Linked DNA regions of Mus musculus: region 2 is linked to region 1. Evidence: chromatin contacts called from public ChIA-PET data. All regions are on one chromosome and are shown on one strand. The core of a region is the stretch at or near the end of the contact, and the rest is flanking DNA. Distances in the headings are between cores, read along the strand shown.

Region 1 (5,002 bases), core at 650-3,149:
GTCATCCTGAGGAGAGAAGAGGGAGGATGTTAACAGGGCCCTCCTCTGCCCCGCCCCCATCCTACTTCCCAGCCCTTCTGTGATGCCTCTTTTAAACCAAATCAAAGCGAAGCACCACTGAGCAGGCTGGTACAGACCTGCCATCCTAACCAACTTAGGAGGTTGAGGCAGGAGGATCACACATTCAAGGCTAGCCTTGGACCACTTAGTGAGACCCTGTCTTAAAATGAAAGTGGTAAGAAGAGAGCCAGAGATGGACCTCAGTGACAGAGCACACACCTAGTGCATGAGGCCTTGGGTTCACTCAATCCCTGAGACGCAATATCTCATGCATGAAACCAAGGGGGAAAAATAGACAAATCAAGATAGATAGATAGATAGATAGATAGATAGATAGATAGATAGACAGACAGACAGACAGACAGGTAGACAGATATATGATTGATAGATGACAGTCAGATAGATGATAGATAGATGGATAGAGAGATAGATAGATGGATAGACAGATAATTGGTAGGTAAATAGATAGATGGATGGATAGACAGATAATTGGTAGGTAAATAGATAGATAGATAGACAGACAGACAGACAGACACATAGATAGATACAGGTATCCACCATTTCCTCTGAGTGAGTATAGCCCTTCCCTCCTGTGATCACATAGGTCCCCACACTCACATGTCACCTAGAGAGCAGATACGTCCCACTCTCTGCAATTCTACCAAGTGTTCTTCATCCTCCCACATGCCACTCAGAATTTGGAGGGGATAACTGGCAGCCAGGGAGGGATAGCACACTGCCTGGTCCTTTTGTGGGCTGCAAAGGGGCAGGGCAGCTCAACAAGTGACTCAGAGGCAGCTCTTCAGATCCCAGGACCTTGGCTTTACCTCTAGCTGCCACTGACAGAAAAAGCTCTGCTTGTCCTGAAATGAAGACCCTCAACAACACGATGAATGCTTGCAGCTAAGATTTTCTGCCACCTTATTTTGTGGTTCTCACTCAAGTTCAGAATTTAGTCATCTGACACCCTCAGACCTCTGAGTATGCTCCATACACACGTGCACTCATGGCTCCCAGCTCTTGGCCTTGCACACATCTAGCAGAAGCGTGTGGCTCCTTAACAACTCTGGAAGCTTGGCAATGAGTGGATGCATGTAGAGGTGTGTGTGTGTGTGTGTGTGTGTGTGTGTGTGTGAGTATGTGTATAGGTCAGGTTTCTGACCCCACAGAATTGAGGGCACATCCCCAGTTGCTTCTCTCAGAAGTCCCTATCACTGAATCACCATAGTAATTCCAGACGCCACCCTTTGCCCTTCGAGGGTTTTGGTTTCCTGAAAGGGAAAGCCAACCCCAGGCTCAGAGAAGCTCAGAAGCGCCTAGTGAATAGAAAAGCCACCTTGTCACTGTTTTGCAGGCACCAAGGACCACAGCGAGTGTTATTTTAAAGAGGAAACCCCGCCCTAACTCACCAATACTGTGACAGTTTGACAGGGATGTCAGAGATTCGAGAAGGGGTGTCATTAAGCCATAACCATTGCAAATCCCAGGTCCCGACAGTGCCTGTCAGTTGAGCCCATCCCAGCACCTGACATCCTGACTGAACTCAAGAAACCCATTCAGAGAAGAAGCAAACAGCTCTGCCCAATTAAGCTCAGATAGCCACACACAGTGTGGGGGAACAGGAAAAGGTCAAAGGTCAAATCGTGACGTCACTTGCCCACACTACTTCTCCCCACACCCACACCCACACACACTCAAATCTGCCCCCGCCATCACCTCCTGCATTCCCAGGCAGTCACTTTGGAGGCCACAGAAAAGACGACTCAGTTCCTCACCCTCTCTCTGCAGACTTGTGACGTCAGGTTCATGTGTGGGGTTTCCCCCACCCATAAGCAAGTCACAGCTGCAGCAGCAAACACCAACTGGGTGTCTGCTCACTTCATTCCATTCTCACAGGATGAGCCCAGAATTGGTGGCAGGTCCCATAGGTTGAGGGCTGAGTTCCAGGGCTGCCTCTGCATAAAAACACACAAGTCCAGGCTATCCTGCCTCCCTCTGATCCACCTGCTTTAAACTAGGGTGCTATTAAAAATAGTAAGAATCATAACAAATAGGCTATGACATAGCTTAATAAGAGAACACACACAAAACCCTGGGCCCAATCCCCAGCACCAGTTTTTGAAACAAACAAAACAAACATATGAATGAATGAATGAATGAATGAATGATTCTTTATTCTGTCTCCCAGTGTGATAGAGCTCATGTGTACCCAGTCATTGGGGAGTACAGACAACAAGAAGAATTGCATGCTTAAGGTCAGCCTGAGTGGTATAGGGAGAGTCAGGCTCAAAATTAATTATTTAAGCCAGGATTAGTTAATTAACTAAACCAGGTTCCTGTCACCTCCCCTCTGGTTCAATTAATTTACTTGTACAGTTCACAGAACCCTGGGAAACGCATCTACTGGTTTATCAGATTTGTAAGGCTGGGTGACAAAGCACTTGGCTCATTTGAATGAGGCCCTAAGTTCAATCCCCAACACACACACACAAAGAAATGACAAAGGACACTAATCCTTTGGGCATGGGGCTTAGAGTGCCCCCATCCCTCTCTGGAAGTGCCACTCCTGCCTGATGTGTTCTGCTACCCAGAAGAATGGGGGTGGGGTGGGGGTGGACGGATTATAGACACTTCATTAAGAAGACTTGGTGATGAAAGCCACCGCCAATAAACTTGACCTTCAACCTTTCTCTCTTCCCGGAGGCAGTGGGTTGAGCTGAGAGCCTCACTTCTCTAACCCTGCCAATCTTTCCTGTGACTGTCCTCAGCCTGACATCATGCAGGGGCTGCCAGCCTTCAGCCCATTCATTAGCTTTCAAAAGCCACTCAGCACGGTGAGATCTAAGGATTTAAGGATGTGTGCCAGGAGAAGGGAAGGGAGATCAGATATCTACGATCTACTCTATTCCGGCTTCCTTCAGCAGTCATTCCAAACAGGACAGGACTTGGCTCCATCACTGCTCTAGTTTGACGACTGTTCGGATTCATGAGTGTATATTGCTGGACACAAGGCTGGGAGCTCTCTGTGCACTCAGCCTAGCTCCCGCCCAAGACAGTCCTCAGCTTAGCACTGCTCATCCCAAGCTGCGTGTCACGTGCAGGATAAAGCACAAGGCCATGATGCTACCTTGCAGCGGTTCCCACAGGGTAAAAACAACGTGAAGTTTCTGGGCCAGAATGTAGCTTAATGGTTGTTCATTTGACTAACATGCACAAGGCTCTATCCCTAATGCCACAGAAGGAAGTAGAGTTTTTAGCTGGGCATGGTGGCATGGGCCTTTAATCCCAGCACTCAGGAGGCAGAGGCAGGTAGATCTCTGAGTTCAAGGCCAACCTGGTCTATAAACCTGAGTGAACTCTACACACAGAGAAACCCTGTCTTGAAAAACAGAGAGAGAGATAGACAGAGAGAGGGAAAAAGAGACAGAGAGTAAGGAAATGGAATTTTTAGACAATACTCTAACTTTAAATTAAAAAAAAAATACATAAAGACTCCCAGCATTCAGGAGCCTTGAGCAAGAGAGAGAGGGAGAGGGAGTGGGAGAGGGGCAGACAGACAGACAGACAGGCAGATGGAGAGGGATCGAGAGAGACAGAAAGAGAAACAGTGTCCTCACCTCTCCAGGAAATTTCTATCACTATTGCCATGGATACAGTCGTGTTGCACTTGCTTTTTGTCCACTGGATCCAGGTTAGTTTTTTAACAGCCCACTGAAGCAAGAATCAAAACACACGGATATGCAGAACTTGATTGTTCTTTTGCTACAGGTTAATGCTGAGCATGTGTTGACTCCTGACCTGTGACATCAAGAACCTGGGCTTTGCAGACTCCAGAGGTGGCCTCAGAAACCTACTGAGGTAGAAGTTGTCCTACTCAGCCACCCAGAAACTATTGAGAAGAAAAAAAAAAAAAAAACTGTTCCCAGGTAAAATCCGGAGATCGAGAAGAGTGCAACGCTAACCCTGCCAGGATGCTGAGCTATGTCCTGCCTCAGTCAGGGATCCAAGAGCAGGGAAGGGGGAGCCGGCCCAGAGAACTCATTCTGGTGAAATATGGGGAACACTTCAGCTCCTCCCTGTTCCCATCAACTAACAGGTAGGTTAGCAGGCAGGTTAACAAGCTCGGGGAAAATCAAAGACGGAACCGTGCTGTTGTGATTAAGAAACACATGACCAGGGCTCCTCTGCCCACAGCTCCGCAGAGCCCAGCCACGTGGCCCAGCTTGGGAAGTAGGGAAGATGACAAGGTCGCCACAACCTTCCCAGTCATGTTCCCTTCTGTGCATCCTGACTCAGACGTTGCCAGAAGCAAACGGGCACCTGCCAGGGATCTGAGCCATGACCTGGAATTTTCCACGGCCTAAAATGGAAGAACAATAGAAGACCAGGAAGACCCATAGCATCCAGAACTGTGTTCTGCAGCTAGCAGATGCTGAGTAACTACTTGTGGGTGAGGATATGTCAGCCTTTCATGAGCAGAGAGCCAGAGGTGGGCAGGGCTTGACTGCTCACTTACCAGTAGCCCCTGATACTCTGGTGGAGGGATGGAAAGTCACCATAGCATCCTCAGCCCGGGGCCTCACCAGGCAGCTCTGGGATGCACTTTGAGAAGCACCTGAGAGTGACAGAGGCTGGTCTGGATATCGCTTGATATAACCATAAATGTGACCAACCACTGAGCTCAGGCATCAAAGCCATCTGTAACCAACAGCCTAAAGTGTACTCAGAGCACGGGGCTAATCTCCATAAATAAAGAACCCCATGACTTATGTTCTCCACAACTGGGGAAGAGCCAGGTCTTGCAAGAAAAAATGAGTATGGGATCTTCCACTGGCTTGGTTCTGGGTGGCCTCAATTATTTGCTTGGCTTTTGGAAAGACGGTGGTTTAAACTCATCCTTTCCCTGAGCACTTCTTTCCGGTAACTCCCGTGCTAAGCTATT
Region 2 (5,002 bases), core at 1,238-3,737, 130 kb after region 1:
CATCTCAGCAAGGAAGACCTGGGGGAGGGAATGGCTTGGTCTGCGGCTGCGCAGGAAGCAGAGCCAGGGACTTCCAGTACTCCATTCGCTTTCCCGGTTCCCTAAGACTACAGTCCGCTCCTCCCATTCAGGGTATTTCTTCCTCAGCGAATCCTCTCTGGGAACCAGCAGGCACATGGAAAAGGTGTGCCTCACTGTTGCGTTAGGTGTTTGCCGAACCCGGCATAGCCGGGTACTGGAAAGCTGAAGACAGCAAGTTGGAAACGAAGAGGTGACAGACATCGGAACAAATGCCAGAAAGGCATGCAGAAAAGCTGGGGTCGGGTGGGTTGCGTCACTTGGATGGAGGCCACGTCCTATGCAACTCGGGGACTCAGCAAGTTTATTATGGGTAGCAGAAGGAATAGGGGTTCAGAAGTCTCTATGGGAAGACTGGAGGGGAGCCATTTCAGGTTGTAGTCGCCCACGAGGAAGGAGCTGCCCTTGCTAGTTTTTGCACACACTGCCAACATTGGCACAGGAAGCCTTTGCCATTTCCCTGAACCTGACCCAGGGAAAGCTTTGCCACTGGGGCATCAGGGTCCTTGACACTGACGTGGCTGGACCCATGTCAACAATACTCATTTACTCAGGACTTCGTGGCTCCCCACAGGTGTTTGTTAGTCCAACCATGTTGACATTTAAAATGATCTACCGCAGGCAACAAGGGAGAGTTGCGTGTACCATAGGTGACAGTCATTTGTAACAAATCCTAAAAGTCCTTTGCGTGAAGGAGATAGATTATCTGACCAATTGGGAGTCTGGAGAAGTAGCCAGGCAGCATGAGGGTCACACTGGAGGTGGTAAGCTGAAGCTAGGGAGCTAGTTATAATTTCAGTGATACCTTTCCAAGGTGTGTGTCTGTGTGTCTGTCTGTATGCAATGGCTATGCGTACTGCAGGGGCCAAAGCCCTTGGAGCCCCTGGAACTAGTCATAAGTGGTTATGTAGCGGGCGGTGGTGGCGCACGCCTTTAATCCCAGCACTCTGGAGGCAGAGACAGGAGGATTTCTGAGTTCAAGGCCAGCCTGGTCTACAAAGTGAGTTCCAGGACTGCTAGGGCTACACAGAGAAACCCTGTCTCGAAAAACAAAACAAAACAAAACAACAAAAAAAAGTGGTTGTGTGCTGCTTGACATAGGTACTAGAAACTGAACTAAGGTTCTCTGGAAGAGCAAGCAGTAAGTTGAAGTTCTCTTAACTGCCGAGCCGTCTCTCCTGCCCTCTGTGACACTTTAATGCGGCATCTACACGTATGGACCATCACATGCTTTTGGTAGGTTGTCACCGGGCTTCAGTTTAACCTCTCTCAATGCTAGTTACTGTAGGGGTCTGCTGATGCAAACATTTGTTTTCTTGCAATAGGTTTCACTTTAGTTCAGGCTGGCCCAGACTTTAAGATGTTCTTGCTTCGGCTTCCCGAGTGCTGGGATTTCAGGCGTGCACTACTCTGCCGGACTCAGAGAATGTTTTTCATTTGTATTTTCTATCTGACCGAGCCCAGACGTTTCAGAGCCACCCTCCCCATCCTTCTCTGCCTACGATGTCTCTAGCAGTTCTTGTTTTGTTTTGTTTCTGAGACAGGGTTTCTCTGTGTAGCCTTGGCTTTCCTGGAACTCACTCCATAGACCAGGCTGGCCTAGACTCACAAGAGTTCCTCCTGCCTCTGCCCCGCACCACTAGGATGAAAGGCATGCACCACCACCTACAGGCCTTGTTTTGATCTTTTTATCCACACTTATTTGTTCTTTTTAAATTGGAAACTGCTTCTAAACAAGAGGGGGGGGGGGATAAGGTTTAGAAGTAGGAAGTATATATGTTAACTAACCATTTGTCGAACATATAGTGTGACATTAGAAATCAATGACTTTAGAATGGTAGAAGCAACAGCCAGGTGACTTGAGTATTTAGAGAATAGTGTAACTAAACATGCCATGGTCTCTGGGTGGGACGTTGAAAGTCAACCGTTCTGCGTAGGGGAACACATATCAGAGAGGACAGCTCATCCAAGTGCACGGATAGATTAGGGAATGAAGAATCATTTCCTACTGTATAGCTGGTAAAAGACATCACGTGGGCCATGTATTCCCAAAAAATATATGGGCAGAGGATTGCAAGGGTTGGAGGGGGTGGGGGTGGTGATGGGGGTGGGTCGTACACAATACATACAGGGATGCATCTCACAAGCAACGATGGTCATTTATTTCGTTATTTATTATACCCTTGCCTCTGTTCCATAGATCTAAGCAACCTGGGGGAGAAAAAAAAAAAAAAAAAAAAAAAAAGGCGGCGACACCTAGCAGCACGAAACCACGCCCTCTTACCCCCCCCCCCCGTCTCAGCCATGAAAAGCCCCGCCCTCCCGCGCACGCGCCTCAGCACGTTTCGCGGCCTCCGAACCAGCAGAGGGCGTAGAGAGCGCGCACCGCGCACGGCTGCTTCCGGGTCAAGGGTCAGACAGCCGCCTTTCCGTTTGCCATGGTGCAGCTCCGGCCCCGCTTGTCGCGTATTCCCGCGCCGGCTGAGGCGATGGTGGACGAGGACCAGGCGGCCTCGGAGGAGGAGGAGGCGGAGCACGGCCTGCTGCTCGCGCAGCCTAGCAGTGGCGCGGCCGCCGAGCCCCTGGACGAGGAGGAGGACGCGGACGACGAAGCCCCGGAGGAGCTGACTTTCGCCAGCGCCCAGGCGGAAGCCCGGGAGGAGGAGCTGCGCGTGCGCGCGAGTGCTCGCAGGTGCAGCGCCCGGGAATGTTGGCGCCTCGGGACTCCCCAGGCTCGGCCGGCGCTGACCCGACTCCTTTCCTTCCAGGGATAAAACGCTGTTGAAGGAGAAGAGGAAACGGCGCGAGGAGCTGTTCATCGAACAGAAGGTTGGACGCGGGACTTGTCGCTTATGTAAACTCGGCCGGGGCTAGAGTTCCCTTGCTAAAAGCTCCTTAAAGGATAGGGTACTGGAGAGGTGCAAGGGCCATTGGCGTTTCTTGGAGTCTGCCGTAATTCAAAGTAGGCGTGGAAGCACTGACACTCATCTATCCCTGACAGTAGGTCTTACAGGCTTCCAGAGGTGGTGAGGTTTGCTTGAGTTTTTAAAATTCTAGGCTGGAGCTAATGATTTCTTTTTTCGCACCCCAGAGATCTGATTTCGAGTGGCCATACCTAAATACCTTTCAGTTAGTAGCCGGGATACTTGAACGTTGAGCTACTTTGGGTAAAATGACAGGGAATGTATTGGGCTTTCTTTTCTTTTCTTTTTTTTTTTTTTTTTTTTTTTTTTCTTCCGAGACAGGGTTTCTCTGTATAGCCCTGGCTGTCCTGGAACTCACTTTGTAGACCAGGCTGGCCTCGAACTCAGAAATCCGCCTGCCTCTGCCTCCTGAGTGCTGGGATTAAAGGCGTGCGCCACCATGTCCGGCCTGTATTGGGCTTTCTAAATCCAGTCTTAATGTTGTCGGTTTAGAGGCAGCAGGGACGTATTCACAGATTGGCCCGAATTCAGGACTGTTCGAAATGAGTAACGTTAGAAGTTATCTCCAGGCATACCTGTACCTCACTTTAACTTGTCATCAAATGTCTTTATCCCCAAAGAAAAGAAAGCTGCTTCCAGATGCTGTATTAGAGCAGCTAACTACAGCTTCAGAGGCCGAGTAAGTATTGCAGTTTCTACGTGCATAAAGTCTGTAGACCCTAAGAAATTCTCCCCAAACTTAAAAGCTACACAGTGCTTTTGGAGTTCCTCAACTTTGTCTAGCAAGATAGATGGTAAGTAAGTGACTGAGAACATTTAGTGTTGCAGCAGGAACTTAAACCCAGACTTTCCTTTAGCTTGCTCTACCTGCCGCCACCCCTTTCTCTGTTCCTCATTTCGTTTAGCAGCCGTGTTGCCAGTGCTTCAAACCCAAAGCTTGAGTTTACGCCCTGCTGAATTCACTCCTTGGTACATTCTTTTTGTTTTTCTAGACAGGGTTTCAGTAGCCCTGACTGTCATGTAACTCTTGCTCTGTAGACCAGGCTGACCTCAAACACAGATTTGCCTGCCTCTGCCTCTTGGTGCTGGGATTAAAGGTGTGCACCACCACACCTGACCTTAGAACATTCTAACTTCTCAAGTCTTTTTTCTTTTAAATCAGAATAGTAGTTCCAAATTGTTGGTTACTTTCCATAATTATTCAGATCTTTAATCCATGAGGTATATAAGCAGATGTTTGTGCTTTTAGGTGAGGTCCTTCTCTTTCCTACCCGAGGTCAAGTGTGGACCCTTTCTTCTCGCTCCCTCCTCCATAACTTCCCATCTGTACAGGCCTCTGTGCTTTCTCTTCCAGGCAGTTTAGTCACTCCGTAGGTACCTGGAACTCATCCTTGGTCTCCAGGGTCCAAACTGTTGTCTAAATCTAGTTTCTCAATACTGTGAGACTAGCACCAGCCTTTACTTGATCTTTGGAATGCTAAGTTAACAGTTCTGAGTTTCTATTAACAGTGCTCAAATTTAAGTTCTGAGGACACTCCATACTAGTCAAATGACTGGGAGTTGTGGCAGCGCTGTGTGGCTCAGTGAGGAAAGATTAAGGGCAGGGGTCATGAAATCGAGAGAGGATCTTGGATACTTGTTTTGAGTACTCTCTATTGCCTGCCAGTCCCATCTTTCGTTTTTTTTTTTTTTCCTCCCGCAGCATAAAGAAATCACCAGAAAACGTAAAAGGTATGACTTGTCCTTGGTTAAGTAACTTCATGTAATGGTAAAGTGCACTTGCAGAAATTTTTGGTTATTTGTGGTCCTTAGGCCTGGCCAAAGTTGGCTTAAGCCTGTTTTCCACTATTTTCTTCAAAATAAAACCTGTACTCACATGATAGGTGGTCACCAAAGTGAGTAACTTCCATTAGGTGTTAATTTATATAAATACTACTTACAAAGTGGATCTTATTTTTTCAGTTAATTTGAAAAAGAAAAGTGAACAGCATGCAAAAGGA

What was found. ChIA-PET counts read pairs in DNA pulled down with a chosen protein or histone mark.
Region 2: an RNA polymerase II ChIA-PET map of memory CD8 T cells shows a contact between it and region 1, with 468 read pairs. The contact joins the promoter of Nol7 here to the enhancer-like site in region 1. A contact is called at or near these places in 6 of 39 promoter capture datasets (3T3-L1-derived adipocytes, the C10 cell line, the HPC-7 cell line and 2 more), 8 of 484 Hi-C or Micro-C datasets (the G1E-ER4 cell line, the HL-1 cell line, embryonic stem cells and 3 more), 5 of 115 datasets of contacts at active chromatin or transcription factors (CD8 T cells, effector CD8 T cells, epiblast stem cells and 2 more) and 2 of 9 other capture datasets (adipose tissue and liver).

The regions. Positions count from the first base shown.
Region 1 is chr13:43,267,337-43,272,338 of GRCm38.p6, forward strand. All of the region lies in intron 1 of Gfod1 (glucose-fructose oxidoreductase domain containing 1), which reads right to left. It overlaps LOC115488162 (a long non-coding RNA gene), which reads right to left. Exons shown (of 2, transcript XR_003950633.1): 1 at 1-5,002. Among named protein-coding and RNA genes, the nearest start is that of Gfod1, 34 kb to the right of the region's middle. Within about 2 kb of position 1,900, at least 106 of the 459 cell types and tissues checked have an H3K27ac peak or open chromatin away from gene starts, as enhancers often do. A contact at or near this core is called in CD8 T cells, the HL-1 cell line, the HPC-7 cell line and 4 more, where this site is marked.
Region 2 is chr13:43,395,889-43,400,890 of GRCm38.p6, forward strand. It overlaps Nol7 (nucleolar protein 7), which reads left to right and starts at 2,488. Exons shown (of 8, transcript NM_023554.2): 1 at 2,488-2,770; 2 at 2,847-2,907; 3 at 3,623-3,681; 4 at 4,705-4,733; 5 at 4,965-5,002. The coding sequence starts at 2,517.